Regions from separate parts of the Gossypium arboreum genome. Here all the other regions are linked to region 2. Evidence: chromatin contacts called from public Hi-C data. All regions are on one chromosome and are shown on one strand. The core of a region is the stretch at or near the end of the contact, and the rest is flanking DNA. Distances in the headings are between cores, read along the strand shown. Region 1 holds the start of LOC108486976. Region 2 holds the start of LOC108486963 (pentatricopeptide repeat-containing protein At1g79490, mitochondrial). Region 3 holds the start of LOC108489173 (WEB family protein At2g40480-like).

Region 1 (4,733 bases), core at 74-2,573, 140 kb after region 2:
CACACCTCTCTTCTCTTGCGTGTTTTGTTTTCTACTTTCTTTTGTTGTTAATTTTATTATAGGGTGAATTAATCTAAAATATAATTTATTTAATTATTTTAATTAAAATAATTGTTCAATCGTTAAAATAATCCATTTTATTAATGTAATACATTAATCCATTAAATAACACGTGACCTTTTTTTTTTTTGACTTTTTATGTGAACAATTTTATAATTAGACCAAAAACATATTTTTATTTTAATTTTTTGGTTTACTTGTAAGATGAAGATTAAGTTGGTTTTTGGGTTGTGTGTCTTGCAACTTTATTTCTTTCCACGCCGTTAGCTGCTACTGCTTTGTGTGTTAGGTAATTGAGAATTGAGAAGATGAAACTGTTCGGACCACCAGGTGAGTGTTATGGGAGGAAGAAAAGATTTCATGGTTTTTTTGTTTGTTTGTTTATCTTACTCTTACCATTATCGTCATCTGAAGCTCTGCTGAAGGGCCAACATTTCACCACGTCGACGCAAAATAGCAGAGAAACAAAGTCAAATGACAAGAACACAAGAAAGGAGAAGAAATATCTTTCTAATAACCATAATATGTATTTACCAAAATTTTAAATTTTACAACTTCTTTTAAAATATGTATTTACCACATTTTTAATTTTAATTTAATAATGACTTAAAAATATTTATTTTTTAAACCAGTTTTGGATTTTTGTTTTAATAAAATTTTAAAATAATAATTGGACTCGTATTATGTTAATAATGATAAAAAGTATAACGTATCAATCAAACAAGCAAGACACTTGTCAAAATTATATACTTCTCGTAGTATTGTTTTCTGAATTGCTAGTTTACCTTAGTTTATATAATACTAGCTTTATTATTAGTGTGATGCACCAAAATTTTGCAGCTTTAAAAATGTGAATATTTAGTAGATTTGTGTTTTAATTTAAAATTAATATGAAATGAAAAAAATATGATTAATAGTTGTATATAATTTGGATTGAGATAACACTTCAACTAATACAATTAAATATTTGTTGATAAATATTTAGAAGTTTGAACTATGAGAATTAGGTGAGATGGTAAAGATTTTTATTTTAGTCAATGATCGAGCGTTCAATCCCCGTCTTAAGTTTGGAACAGTTTTAAAATTCGTCAACAAATTTAATAAAAAAATTAAGATTAAACTAAATTTTAAAATCTAAAAAAAAATTAAATTCCAAATTTTTGAAAACTACACCTCAACTAATCTTAAAGAATGGCCTAGGAATTGGCCGAAACCTTAAAGCAGCCCAACATCTGGAGAACATAAATCATCTGTAAACTAGTTAAGGTTACAAAGTGAGAACTCTGGAGTGAGGTCCAGTCTACCAAGGAACCAGGCTTAGCCCAATCAATATTTTGTCAAGCTTCAATGAACTTTGGCTTTCCTGAAGTGAAAAAGCTCATCAAACCACAAAAACCCTACGTCTGTTTCTTGGTCTAAATAGCTCTTCAAGGGAGAAAAAGAGAAGAAAACCCAGACATGGCAACCAATGGAACCAGTGATATCAAAAGGAAGCAAGGAATAGCATCATCTCTTTGCAAGCACTTCTCTTTGGATCCTGTGAGTAAAATTGAAATACCCATCTTTATAATTTACTTCCTTTATCTTGCCTGCATGTCGTTTATTTTAATCTGTTTAGCTAAAATCTCTTTCATTTTTACTTAAGGAAGTTTTTCATTTTTTAGTGATTTACTTTTATGTAATGGGTTTTACTTCAATTCAGTTATTATTTCCTTATCAATTAAGTGTAGAAGAAGGGAAACATGCTTAATGTATTTCAATTTGTAATAACCATGCAATTTGCTAAGTTTTGCTTACATTTGCAATCAATTGAGATGTGCTTTGTTTATCTGGTTCCCTAATTATGTGCCAATATTGATGGCGATATAAATTCCTACTTTATTTTGCAGAAGGCTTTTTCAAGTCAAGTCCCTGGAAATGATATTAAGACCCTTTACATAAACATTTTGAAGTCATCAGGGAAGGAGTCACCGCAAAATAACGATGAGGTAATGTGTAATTAGCCTTTTTCATGAAAGTATTCATCTTTGTATAATCTAGCTCTTATGTTAGTGTTAGTGAAGTAGAACCTGAGGTCATTTCTCTTTATAAAAGTATATTGGTAAAATTGAGGTGACTGGCATGAATTGGAAAAATGATCTCTTGCATGTTTCTCCACTGTGATTTTCTCTTCCTAAAAAAGTTTACTAGTATGAAAAGTTTGAACTTGACTGTAGGTGATGAAGTGGATAGCTTTTGCAGACAGCTTTCCTGGTGATTCTAAGGCATGCTATGGTGGTTTGAATGAATTAAACACTGACTTGGCTAAAAAATCTGTACTTTTGGGCAATGGATTTACACCCTCAGAAGCCGATGTTATTGTTTTTTCAGTCATACATAGTTCAGTGGTATGTATTGCAGTATATACTCTCACTTTGTGTTTCAAAGAGAGGGTATCTTGGTGCTAACTGCTAAACTTATGTTGAAGAAAATTAACTGCAATTCCTTTGCGAAAAATTGATAGCCTTTGCTTGTTTGTTGTCAGATTGCCCTTTCAACTCCAGAGAAGGAGAAATTGCCACATGTGATGCGATGGATGGATTATATCCAGGTAGAGACATTTTCTGTTGTTTTGAATTTATAATTTTGTTGGATACCTAATGGATTCTTGTCACAGCTTTTTTCTGGGTATTATTTGGTTTTCCTGCATTTGGTAGCTTTTGTCTAGTGTGTTATTTTGTGGAGACAAGTAGAAAAAGCTATTTGCGGCTTTATGAAGGAATCTGAAATATAGATTTGTCAGTTGAACACAGCCTGGTAGCACATGGGACAATCTCTGCTATTTTTGTTCTTGATGTTTCGTCTATCCTGTAGTTTAGCTTCTGTTTTAACATTTCATCAACAAGATTTTGCCTAGCCGCTGATGCAGATGTCATGTTGACACTCTAGTCTAAGCTTTTGTTTTTATTGTCATGAATTCGTGTCATCCATTTATCCCGACTTTTGCTGGCGTATTTATGAATCAAGTTAGGAAGTGGGGATTGAAACTTGATATTTCCTTTTTGGTGTTAGGTTGTATCTGTTGTTGCCATAGCCTCGAAAACAGCTTTTTGCTTTTCTTTAAAAGTTATCACTTATTGTTCTTCACTTACCTTTTAAAAAAGATTATCAGAACACATACCAGGTTTTCTAAGATGATGATTAAGGCCTCAAAGGAGGAATGCACGGTCTTTTTAGGAACTGTAACACCAATGAATGCCATTTTTTAAATCTTTACTTACAAACCTTTTAAAATCACTTTTGCAGAATAGTGAGGATCTTGGTGCACATTTTGAGAAGATATTGCTGGAGAAGCCTGTTTTTGAGCCTCAGGTAAGTTATCCTTAAATTGTGTGTTTTAGATCTGTGGTCATTGGGGTTCTAATCATGTGATAGGGCACCGTAAATGGTTTTGATGTGTAAAGGAATGGAAATTTTCACTTCAGTTGAAATTTGATGTTTTCTTTGTTCAATAGAGAGGTCTTGGCTCTTGAGTCTTGACATCTTCACTACCCTAAGAGCCATTCCCCTACCACTCAGCTCCTCTCTCTCTCTCTCTCTTTTTTTTTTTTGGTTGGGGTTGGGGGGGGGGGATACTGAAAGTTGGCAATTACATATAGTCAGGATAGCATATTATTTCTTAATGTTATTTACAAAATCTGGTTGCAGATGGCAAAAGCTGCAGCTAAGCCAGAAGTAACTTCAAGTGCTAAAGGGACTGTTCAAAACACAAAAATTGCAGACAAGCCAGATGCAGAAAAAAATGCAAAGAAAAGTGATTCCGCGGTACCATTTTTGCCCTTATTCTTTATTCTAGTATATATTCTTGTAACTTCTTGGTGTTTTTCACTTGGTAATTGCTTCAATGTTCACCGTTTGAGAGAACTTATTCAAGTAGTATCTTGCTTAAATTAACTCTCATAACAACAGGTGGTTATCCATACTCTAATTATCAGTGCCCAAGCTTTTTCTAGATTCTCATGCTCGTAAAATTCTATGACGATAACCTTTTCATTTTCAGGATGCCAAGAAAAAGGCTAAGGGAGATAAGGAAGCTGTTCCAGAGAAGAAAGCACCTGAAAAAGAAGCATCTGATAAAGACAAAGAACTCAGTGTCAGTTTACTGAATATACAGGTTGGTCTTATACGTAAAGCATGGAAACATCCATCTGCTGATAGGTATGCTGACAAACTTGTCTTGTACTTTCCTTTCAAGGGGTTAAATATCTTTATGTTTGAGTTAACTAATTCTTCTCTATGGCTGTCTAGATGCAAAATTGGTGGAATGATGTTTTGTTTTATTAAAATGCAGTTTACTGGTAGAGGAGATAGATGTCGGAGAGGCTAAAGTACGACAGGTTGTTAGTGGATTGGCCAAGTATTGCAGTCCAGAAGACTTGACGGTATTCTTTTCTAAGTTAGCTGTCATGCAGTTTCGGTTTATTTGACTTCTATCATTTGTATTCATATTTTTTGGTTCATTGAGCTCTGAAGCTTACATACTGATGTTCTCCATGATTTTTGCTTGTGCTGTGGCCTGTGAAGAATCGTCGTGTTGTGCTGATTACAAATGTAAAACCTGGAAAGCTACGAGATGTGATGTCAGAGGGACTGGTATGCTTCTTGGCATTTAGTCAACATGTTATCCTTTTCCA
Region 2 (4,838 bases), core at 1,787-4,286:
CGTTCCTTGTGTAACACTTCGTGTCAACAGTCTTGAATAAAAGATAATTTTTTTCAAACTTTCTGATCTGATCATATTTTGAGACTGCAGCTTTTGATAGAAAGTTCCAAGAACAAGAATTGGGGTCTATAAGAAAATTATAAGGTGGGGACATAAAAGAAAACCACTTGTGTGATTGAGGATGTCAAGCAATAAACAGAGACCATAAACATCTCTTATTCCTCTCTACACAATATGTCCATTGTGAAACATAATTTGAAAATTTTAGTGGTGGCCGGGGGGGCGGGGGAAGTTTTGTGGATGAAAGAAAACCACTAAGATTAAGATACAATCATGTTTCACGGTTAGGTACCTCTATTCAATCCCAACTATCATTACATACAAGGTTAAATTCCCTTCCCTGCAATGAGTGGCTTAGGTGGGGTCAATGACCTAATTTCAGGTGCAGAACTGGGAAACAGTATATTCAGCTTGTGCATGAGGATGTCAGCTCTTGATGGAATCTCATTCAAAAGAAACTGTTGAACGATTGGTTTTTTGAACCACTCCATAACAGAGTCTCCGGTGGCCCTTAAAACCACCTTACTAACTTCAAATGGGGATTCTACAGAGCTCAGCATCTGTGCAACCACGATCTTCAGAGTGGGTCCTGTAACCAATTTGATACGCCTCGGGACCACTCCATAATACAACATTCTTTTCCTAAATCTATGGAGGGTGTGCACAACAGCTATAAGAGCAGCTCCCACCGACAAATTTCTAACGTCAAGTGACCAAGCAATATGCTGATCGAAAACTATTGCCTTCGGGAAAAGCTTATTCTCGTAGGCAACCTTCCAAACACAGCGAGCTCTGTTTATCTGCCCCATCAGAACAAGATAGTTTAGGAGAACATTAACAAAGTACCTCGCAGCCCCTTCTTCCAACTCGTAATCAATACCTTGAAAAAACTCCCTCACAAACGATAAAACTGGCTGTTTTCTCTGTTCTGGGCCAGTAAAGAGTCCACACATAAAGGCATGAGCTTTGTGTTTTGTTGCACCAAGGATTGCCATCAAATGTCTCTCATTGTGTTCTTCCTGGCATCGTACCAAATAGGCAAGAATTGATGTGTAAAGAATCAGATCCACCTTCGCAGCAGAGTTCACATAGTTTTCAAGGAGAGGCTTTGCTGAGTCATATAAACCATTCTTCATGCATGATTCAAACAACTGCCTAACTATGAAATTATTTGTTCTAATCCCCGATGAACCCATGAAACTTAACCACCTCAAGGCGAGCTCAATGGAACCATCTTTAACATAAACCATTAGAACATCACTAGCACTAACATCAATAGAATATCCCATGGACTTCATTTCAAGTAAGATTTTTGCTGCGACATCCACAAGTTTCTTATTAGCCAAGAGGGTCAAAAGAGCTGTATACGTGCTCAATCCGGGCCGTAAACCTGCATTTATCATTGAGTTATAGAGCTTCATCGCAGAATCTACCTGTCCAGAGGCTGCATGCATTTCTAAGAGACATGAGTACGTCGATGGAGTGGGCAGAAACCCAGCTTTCTCCATTTCTTTAAATATTGATGTTGCAATATCAAGCTTTCCTGATTTTGCATGGGACTCAATGATCATCGTGTATAAGCCAAAATTCGGCCTAAAACCAGCTGCCTTCATCTCCTCCCAAAGCCGAAGTGCAGTATCTAGCTTCCCAGCCTTTGTGTAGGAGTCGATCAATGAAACAAACATAGTAGCAGATGGCCGAAGCCCAGAGCCCAGCATTTCCATGTAGATTTTCATTGATGTGTCCAGTCTCCCAGCTTTCCCCATTGAATCAACAAGTGATGCAAAGATACTAAAGCCTGGCTGAAACTTCCTTTCTTTCATCTCTTGAAAGAGCTTAGAAGCTGCATCAAGCCGGCCTGATTTTGCCAAGCTAGGTATCATCAACTCATACGTAGACCCATCCAACAAACATCCTGCCGCTTGCATGCTCTCATATATCTCAAATGCCTTGTAAGGCAAACTTTTATTCAAAAATAACATCATAAGGTCGTTGTATGTTTGAGTGTCGATTTTACAACCATAATCCTGAGCCTTCTTGAAACAACAAAACGATACCTCCAATTTCTCAGCTTTAGCCAGAAACTGAATCACCCGATTGTATGCACTAAATAATGAAACCTCGTTACCACTCGAATCTTGGACCAACTCCTCAAACAATGATTGAATCGCATCAAAGTCTCTACTTTGATTTAACCCATCAAACAACATGTCATAACACTCATCACTCGGGGCATACCAAGATTGTCGCTTAGCCCATCTAAACAAACTCAATGATGCATCGCTATCTTTGACAACCTTCAAGGCCTGAGTAATATGAGTCATATTAGGCGTAAACTGTAGTTTATCCAATTGGGTCTCTAATTCTGGTCCCCATTTCCACCTCTTAACAACCTCAACAATCTTAGCAACTGCAGAGGTATTCAAAAATGGTTTCTTTAACCCACCCACCATAACATGATCGTCAAGCCCCGGCTCGACTGACCGGATACCTTTACCAGAGTATATAACACTCCCCGACTCATCTAAGTACTCTATATCCTCAGTCCACTCACCAGAACAGTAACTTCTTACAATTCTAGGGTTTCCAATAAAATTGGGGGTTTTATAAAGAGTATGGAAGGGGGAAATTTGATTGATACCCATTGAAGAGTTGAAGAAACTAAAGCTATTGGAGCACTTAGTGAGTGCATTTCTGCTAGAATTCAGGTCCGAAGAACTAGTGCAAGAGTTAGGGTTTAGTTTGAGAATGAAACAGAGATTTCTAGGGAAAAGTTTACGACTCAAGGTATGAAGCATTGAAATAACTAGGAGGAAAATGCTAGGGTTTGGTAGATGTAGAAATACTTACCAGACGATATTCTCTTGTGTTGGTAATCTCTCCAAGGGAGGCCAAAACCTTAAACCCTACTGAATTGGCAATGGAGGAACCTTTACGGTAATTTGACGTGGCAAATAGCCAAATTACTCATTGTTTTTAGGGTAACTTGCATATTCAGTCACCCAACTATTATTAAGTTTTTATTTTGTTCACCCAAATATAAAAAAATACAAAAATAGTCACTCAATTATTTGATTTTTTTTTTTGTCATCAACCGTTAAATGGTTAATGGAAAGATAGCATGACAACTATTAAAATTTGTACAAATATTTACATATTGTTTCATTAAGTCTTAATTTTTAAAATTTAGCTCTTAATATTTACATATTCTCTAATTTTATCCTATATTTTATATGAAAATATAATTCAAAACACAATGTGTAAATTAAAAATAAAAACAAAATATTTTACAAAAAATCCTTTTTATTAAACTAGACAACTTTCAAATACATTGCTTTCTTATACTTTAAATAGTTGATAACTTACTACCTTTCAATGCCAATTAACTATTTTTTTGTTAGCTTTGTAAACTAAAATATTTTTTTAAAGTTGTTAGAATTAAAATTAGGTTAAATTGACAAAGAGTGTACTTTTATTTTCAAGGAATTGAATTGGCTATCTTATAAAATTTGGGTCATTTTATTTTTTTCTGTTCTTTTTCATTTTTCTTTTAGGCCAAACGTAGGGACGACATTGTAAAGAGATGAGGTGGCGGTACTATTGTAGCTCCTATTTACTAACAAAACTCATTGTTTGATGTCAACTCTAGCGATCGATAATGCAAGTTCATTTTCATGGCACTGTTTGAATTTTCGAGTCCCCTAGTCATTCAACTTATCCACTCCTTGAACTTGATTAAACTTTCCTTTCAATAGTGGGTTAAATGTAGGAGGATTAAAGTTGTTATTATGCTAATTTTAAAAACCAACATGTCATTTTTCAATTAACCATTTACAACTAGTGATTAAAAATTCAAATAGTTCGGCCATCGGCTGTTTCACTAAAAGCAACTCTCAGAAAATGATTTTTGGAAAGTGAATTGATTTTCTGGAAAAAGAATTATTATTTTCTGGTGTTTAGATGATTCTATATAAAATATTTTCGTTGTTTAATAAATTTTCTTGAAATCATTTTTTAACAATTATTTTCACTAAAATGCAGACACAATATTAAATTTTAAAAAATTATATTTTAATCTAGAAAACTAAGTAACATTAATTCAAAAATGCTCTTTTCCATAATTAATCTTTTCTAATAGAACTCATACATAGCAAGTATCAGTTTTTAATAGAACCCATACATAGTATAACATGTATTAGTTTTAATAAATATTTAACTGTAACGCCTAAATTTTCGGGAATTCTGTGAATGTTGGCATAGGTTTAATTATGTTAGTGGGCTTCTAGAAGGCCCAAGCTTAAGATAGAATCCGGCAATTTTAGTTAATTTTTGTTCCATAAGAAAAAAGGGGGTGAAATTATGAAATAGAACCTATGTGAAAATGTTTGAAAATGCTATAGGCTAAATTGAAGTGGGCAAATAAACAGGAGTGCAAAATAGGAGGATTTGCATGACAAACCTCCCATTTTACATGAAGTGGCCAGCCATCATGTTGTTGTAGACAATATGAGCACTTGATATCCATAATTCATGGTACAAATTGATAATGGGTTAGGTAAATGTTCCATGATAATGGATTAGGTAAATATTCCATGATAATGGGTTAGGTAAATGTTCCATGATAATGGTTTAGGTAAATGTTCCATGATAATTGTAACACCCCTAACCCGTATTCGCTGCCAGAACAGGGTTTCGGAGCATTACTACCATTTACAGATCACTAAAAAAATTTAAATACTTACCGATTCAATGCATCATATAAATAAATATATTACCAT
Region 3 (4,363 bases), core at 1,740-4,239, 250 kb after region 2:
TTAGATCTCTCAAATAGACAATACCTCATAATAACGGACATAGTCCGACGATTTTTGCATCAACAATGGGAGGGGTTACCCTTTTGATGTGTTTTTGAAAGCCTAAAATTTCATATTTAAGAAGCATCATTAGTAGAAGATAAGCCAGGAGGCAATCAACTTGCAAATTAAGAGGTAAAATCCAAAAGATAAATGAAGGGCAGATTCAATTACTGACCTATTTGACATTTTTTATAAATAAGCTAAGCTGAATGTGGAATCAGCAATTCTTTGGGCAACTGACATCATTTTAAACATTATATGGCTAAAAAAAAAACACAGAGTTTGATCCATCTTTTCCGCTGTAGAGAAGTCCAAAGTTGCCAATCTGATGATCTAATTTTGTTTGTCTATATTAATATGGGGAAAAAAGATTGTGATTCCTGTTACAGAGTTGAATCTTATGATCTAATTATATGACTGGTCGTTGTTTAGCTAAGTTCAAACTCGAGTAACTCCATTGATTGAGTCAGCTGAAATCGAGTCACCCTCGAGCATAATTGAGCTTTTATTTAAGAAGATTCAAGAGAAAGATTTCCAAAAGCTAATATATAACAAGAGATTCTATTTCTACCCCCCCCCCCAATTAAATATCTCAGGGCTGTTTGCATAATACATTATTGCAAATTATAGAACACATTTACAGCACAGGGAGATTTCAAAACAAATATCCATAGATAGCAACAACATTTAAAAAACAGAAATGATCACCCAGAAGACAACACAAACAAATGAGGCAAACTGAATAAAACATGTTACTATATTTGAACACAGAATTACCACTGTTCAATAATTACCATGCATCCAAATGGTATCACATTGTGTTTACAGCTTGTGGTTTCTTCTTGTTTTGCTTTGGCAATGGAAGAGATATGTGGATAAACCCAAACTTTCTTCGCTGGTTCAAATACTGCTTTTGGTCATCTTTTTGATCAGGTTTTGGAGAAAATGCCAGATGTTCTTCCCTTAGTTCATGAAGCATTTGGCTCAAAGCTACCTTTTGCCTTTCAGTCTGGCCTTTAGTAGGGACTTGTTTCCTGCTGAGGATATCTCCCATTGAAACTGTTGGCCTTAAAGCAGGATTTGCTCCATCATCCACTGTTGGGTTTTGGTTGTTTAGATCATGTAATGGAGATTGAGGAATATGCTGATGCTGATGAGGATGAGGATGAGGGAGAGGGAAATTGTTGATCTTGTTAGCATTGCAAAAGGCCTGTTTTTTCTGTTCTTGATCTGGAATCATTCTCCTAAGAGCCTCTTCAGCATCAAGTTGCTTCCTGTTTGCAAATTCCACTCTATTAAGAGCCTCTTCCAATGCTTCTTTACTATGTTTAACTTCCTCTGAAGCTTCCTCCAGTTTCCTCAGGATTGTACGCTTGGAGATGTTTGCTTCAGCCAATTTGTTCATTGCATGAATTGCTTCCCTGCTAGAAACCTCTTCTGCCCGTTGGACTTTCGGGGTTCGAGGAGACGGCTCTGGTTCCGGCAAGGAAAATCCTGATGAGTTCTCATTGCTTGACAAACCCTTCATTTCAATAACAGCAAGGGCCTTTGCTGCCATGGCAGCTTCCTCCATCTTCTTAGCTGCAATCCACCTCATTTCAGCAGTTCTAATACAAGGCTTGTTATGTTCATTCCCTGGCAATGGCATTGATCTTGGAACTTCATTCATTGTAGGATCAACCATTTGCTTAAACTGCTCAGGCTTGCCATTTTTGTGAAAAGCACCCTTTGGAACATTCAAAGAATGCTCAACATTGCCATTGTTGCCAACCTGTGGCTTCAATGCCAACCCTGCAAATTTATAAGTTAGTCTCTCATGGGTCATTTCAAGTAAACTTTTTTCTTTCTTCATTTTCTTATTTAGACGCTCAACAGAAGCTTGAATCACCCCAAGATCATTGATAGTTTTACCAAGGTTCAACTTAGCTTGCTTCAACTCCATCAAGATCGAATCTGGAGATGAAATCGAGCACGGTTTCGAATACCCAATTCTCACCTGTCCATAGTACTCCTTGTTCATTTCTTTGATATCATCTGAATCCAAGCCTGGACCAGTACTGTTCATACATTTCATAGCTTCACTTTGCAGCTGTCTCTTTAACTCTTCAACAATCTTTTTTGTAGTCCCCAGTTCTTCAAGCACATCAAGGGTCTCTAATTCTTTCACAATCAGATCTTTCTCCAATTCTGCTGCTTGTTCCTCCACTTTCTTTAAATCAAACTCTTCAATTCCATGCTGTGTTCATAACAAAATTCCTTTTTATACATTCATACAGGAATAAATACAAGCAATTTGCAAACAAAAAATGATGATAACATGTTGAAATTTGATGATTGCCGTTGTTTTTTTTTCTCCTCAGAATCTATGAACATACAAGTTAAAGTAGAAAATAACATATTAAACCAAGAATTTTGGGGCTGCATGCAAATTACACAACAAAACAAAGAATACCTTTATTGTTACATTATATTATAAATATATAAATATAGTCAAACCAAAAAAGCTGAAAATACTTACATATTCTCCAAACTTGTTCAATGGCACCCAATGTCCGTTGCCACCAAACCGGGTCACAGCCTCCTTAACCGATCCGAAAGGAGGTGAAGTGTCAATCTCAGCCCTCAAACTCACTCTTCTTATTCCCGGGTTGGGTTCACCGCCCGGGACACGACAGGGGTCAGTGCAAAACCCGAAATTCTCAAAACCGGACTCAGGCCTCACTTCCCGGATCTTAGGTGTAGCCGGGAACCCTTCCATGGGGGAGTTTTGAGGATCAACTGCCATTGCATAGGCACACAAATAAGCTTAGGTAGAGAGTAAATAAATAAAATGTGAAAATGTCAATGTAACTTGTGAGTATAATGCAAAGACAAAGGTCTCAATTTAAAAAGGGTGTGTGTAATTTCAGCTTTAATGGCGAAAAAGAGAAAAGATACATTGGTGTAGTATCATATTAATTATGCTTATTTCAAGTCCTTAAAAGTATATTTATTTTTCTATTTTAGTACTTAATTTTATTCTATTTTGGTCCATTTTGTAATGGGTTAAAAAATCAATAATTAGGTTTATTTAAAATAAAAATAAAATAAAAATAAAAATAAAAATAAAAATGTAATATTAAATGTTTTAATATTTAAAAATATTTTGACTTTGATTGATCGACTGTTGATCAGCATTGATCGACCATTGACCAGCCACATGATGTTATTAGAACACACCACGTGTCCTTTTTTTTGGTATTATATATATGATATCCATTAAAAATGTAAAAAAATCATATATAATATATATAATTTTTTAAATAAAAATAAATTTTATAAAATCCAAAAATATATAATTATATTGTTTTAAAAATTAAAATAATATATAAAATTTGAAAAATTATAAAATCAAATATATAATTATATATTTTTAATTTTATGAAAAATATTTTTAACTTTTTTAAAAATTATATATATTATATTTGATTTTTTACATTTTAATCAATATAATATATAATATTAAAAATAAAAAAGATACATGATATGTTTTAATAGCACCACATGGCGGCCAATTTAATATTTAAATATTTAATATGATATTTTTATTTTTAATTTAAATTTTATATTTTATTTTAAATAAACTTAATTGTCACATGGCATTTTTATTGGTCAAAAGATGTCATAGTGTTTTTCATTGGCCAAAGTTGTTTAATAGATTTTTGTTAACGATCCTTACAAAATGGGCTAAAATATAAGAAATTAATACTTTAAGTATTAAATTAGGATAAAAAAATTAAATACCAAAGTGAAAAAAAATGAGTATATTTAGGGGTCAAATTGTAACTTAAGCCTATTAATTGTACATATCCATTATGTGGATAGGTAAGAATTTAATTATAAATAATTTTTTACAAGTTTGAGATAGACTCAACTCAAATTGTTATTTAATAATAAAATCTTCTTTAAATTTAATTATAAAACATATATAAATTTTAAATAATTTTAAATAATTTTTAAACTCGTGCATGAGTTAATAAAAAAAGTAAAAAAGATTGATACGGATTTAATGTACTTTTTTTCAAATGAAATTTTTTATACATGAAAGAAGATTACAAACAATCGAGGGTTGAAATTCTTAACAAGACAAAACAAAGGCTGTAGAGGCTAGTGATCCTAAAACCCAAATTGGACAGAGCAAAAGCATCCTTCATTGTAATCAGACCTCCATCATTTGATAAAGAGGAAGTAAGGGAGGACTCAGAGCTGAAAACTTTGGTGATCAAAGTGAGCAAAGTCATCTTGATGCAAAAGTCACTTTCTAACTTCTCACTTCTATGGT

The links. A called contact is a pair of places that touch in the nucleus more often than the background predicts.
Region 1: a contact with region 2 is called in a Hi-C map of leaf, with 5 times the contacts expected there. The contact joins the promoter of LOC108486976 here to the promoter of LOC108486963 in region 2. A contact is called at or near these places in 2 of 5 Hi-C or Micro-C datasets (both in leaf).
Region 3: a contact with region 2 is called in a Hi-C map of leaf, with 2.0 times the contacts expected there. The contact joins the promoter of LOC108489173 here to the promoter of LOC108486963 in region 2. A contact is called at or near these places in 2 of 5 Hi-C or Micro-C datasets (both in leaf).

Annotation. Positions count from the first base shown.
Region 1 is chr10:113,852,793-113,857,525 of ASM2569848v2, forward strand. It overlaps LOC108486976, which reads left to right and starts at 1,324. Exons shown (of 12, transcript XM_017791144.2): 1 at 1,324-1,599; 2 at 1,950-2,048; 3 at 2,277-2,447; 4 at 2,585-2,650; 5 at 3,346-3,411; 6 at 3,748-3,864; 7 at 4,100-4,257; 8 at 4,391-4,481; 9 at 4,624-4,692. The coding sequence starts at 1,519.
Region 2 is chr10:113,710,664-113,715,501 of ASM2569848v2, forward strand. It overlaps LOC108486963 (pentatricopeptide repeat-containing protein At1g79490, mitochondrial), which reads right to left and starts at 3,037. Exons shown (of 1, transcript XM_017791131.2): 1 at 154-3,037. The coding sequence starts at 2,858. The coding sequence ends at 387.
Region 3 is chr10:113,964,331-113,968,693 of ASM2569848v2, forward strand. LOC108489173 (WEB family protein At2g40480-like) reads right to left here and starts at 2,990. Exons shown (of 2, transcript XM_017793505.2): 1 at 2,561-2,990; 2 at 644-2,278. The coding sequence starts at 2,827. The coding sequence ends at 854.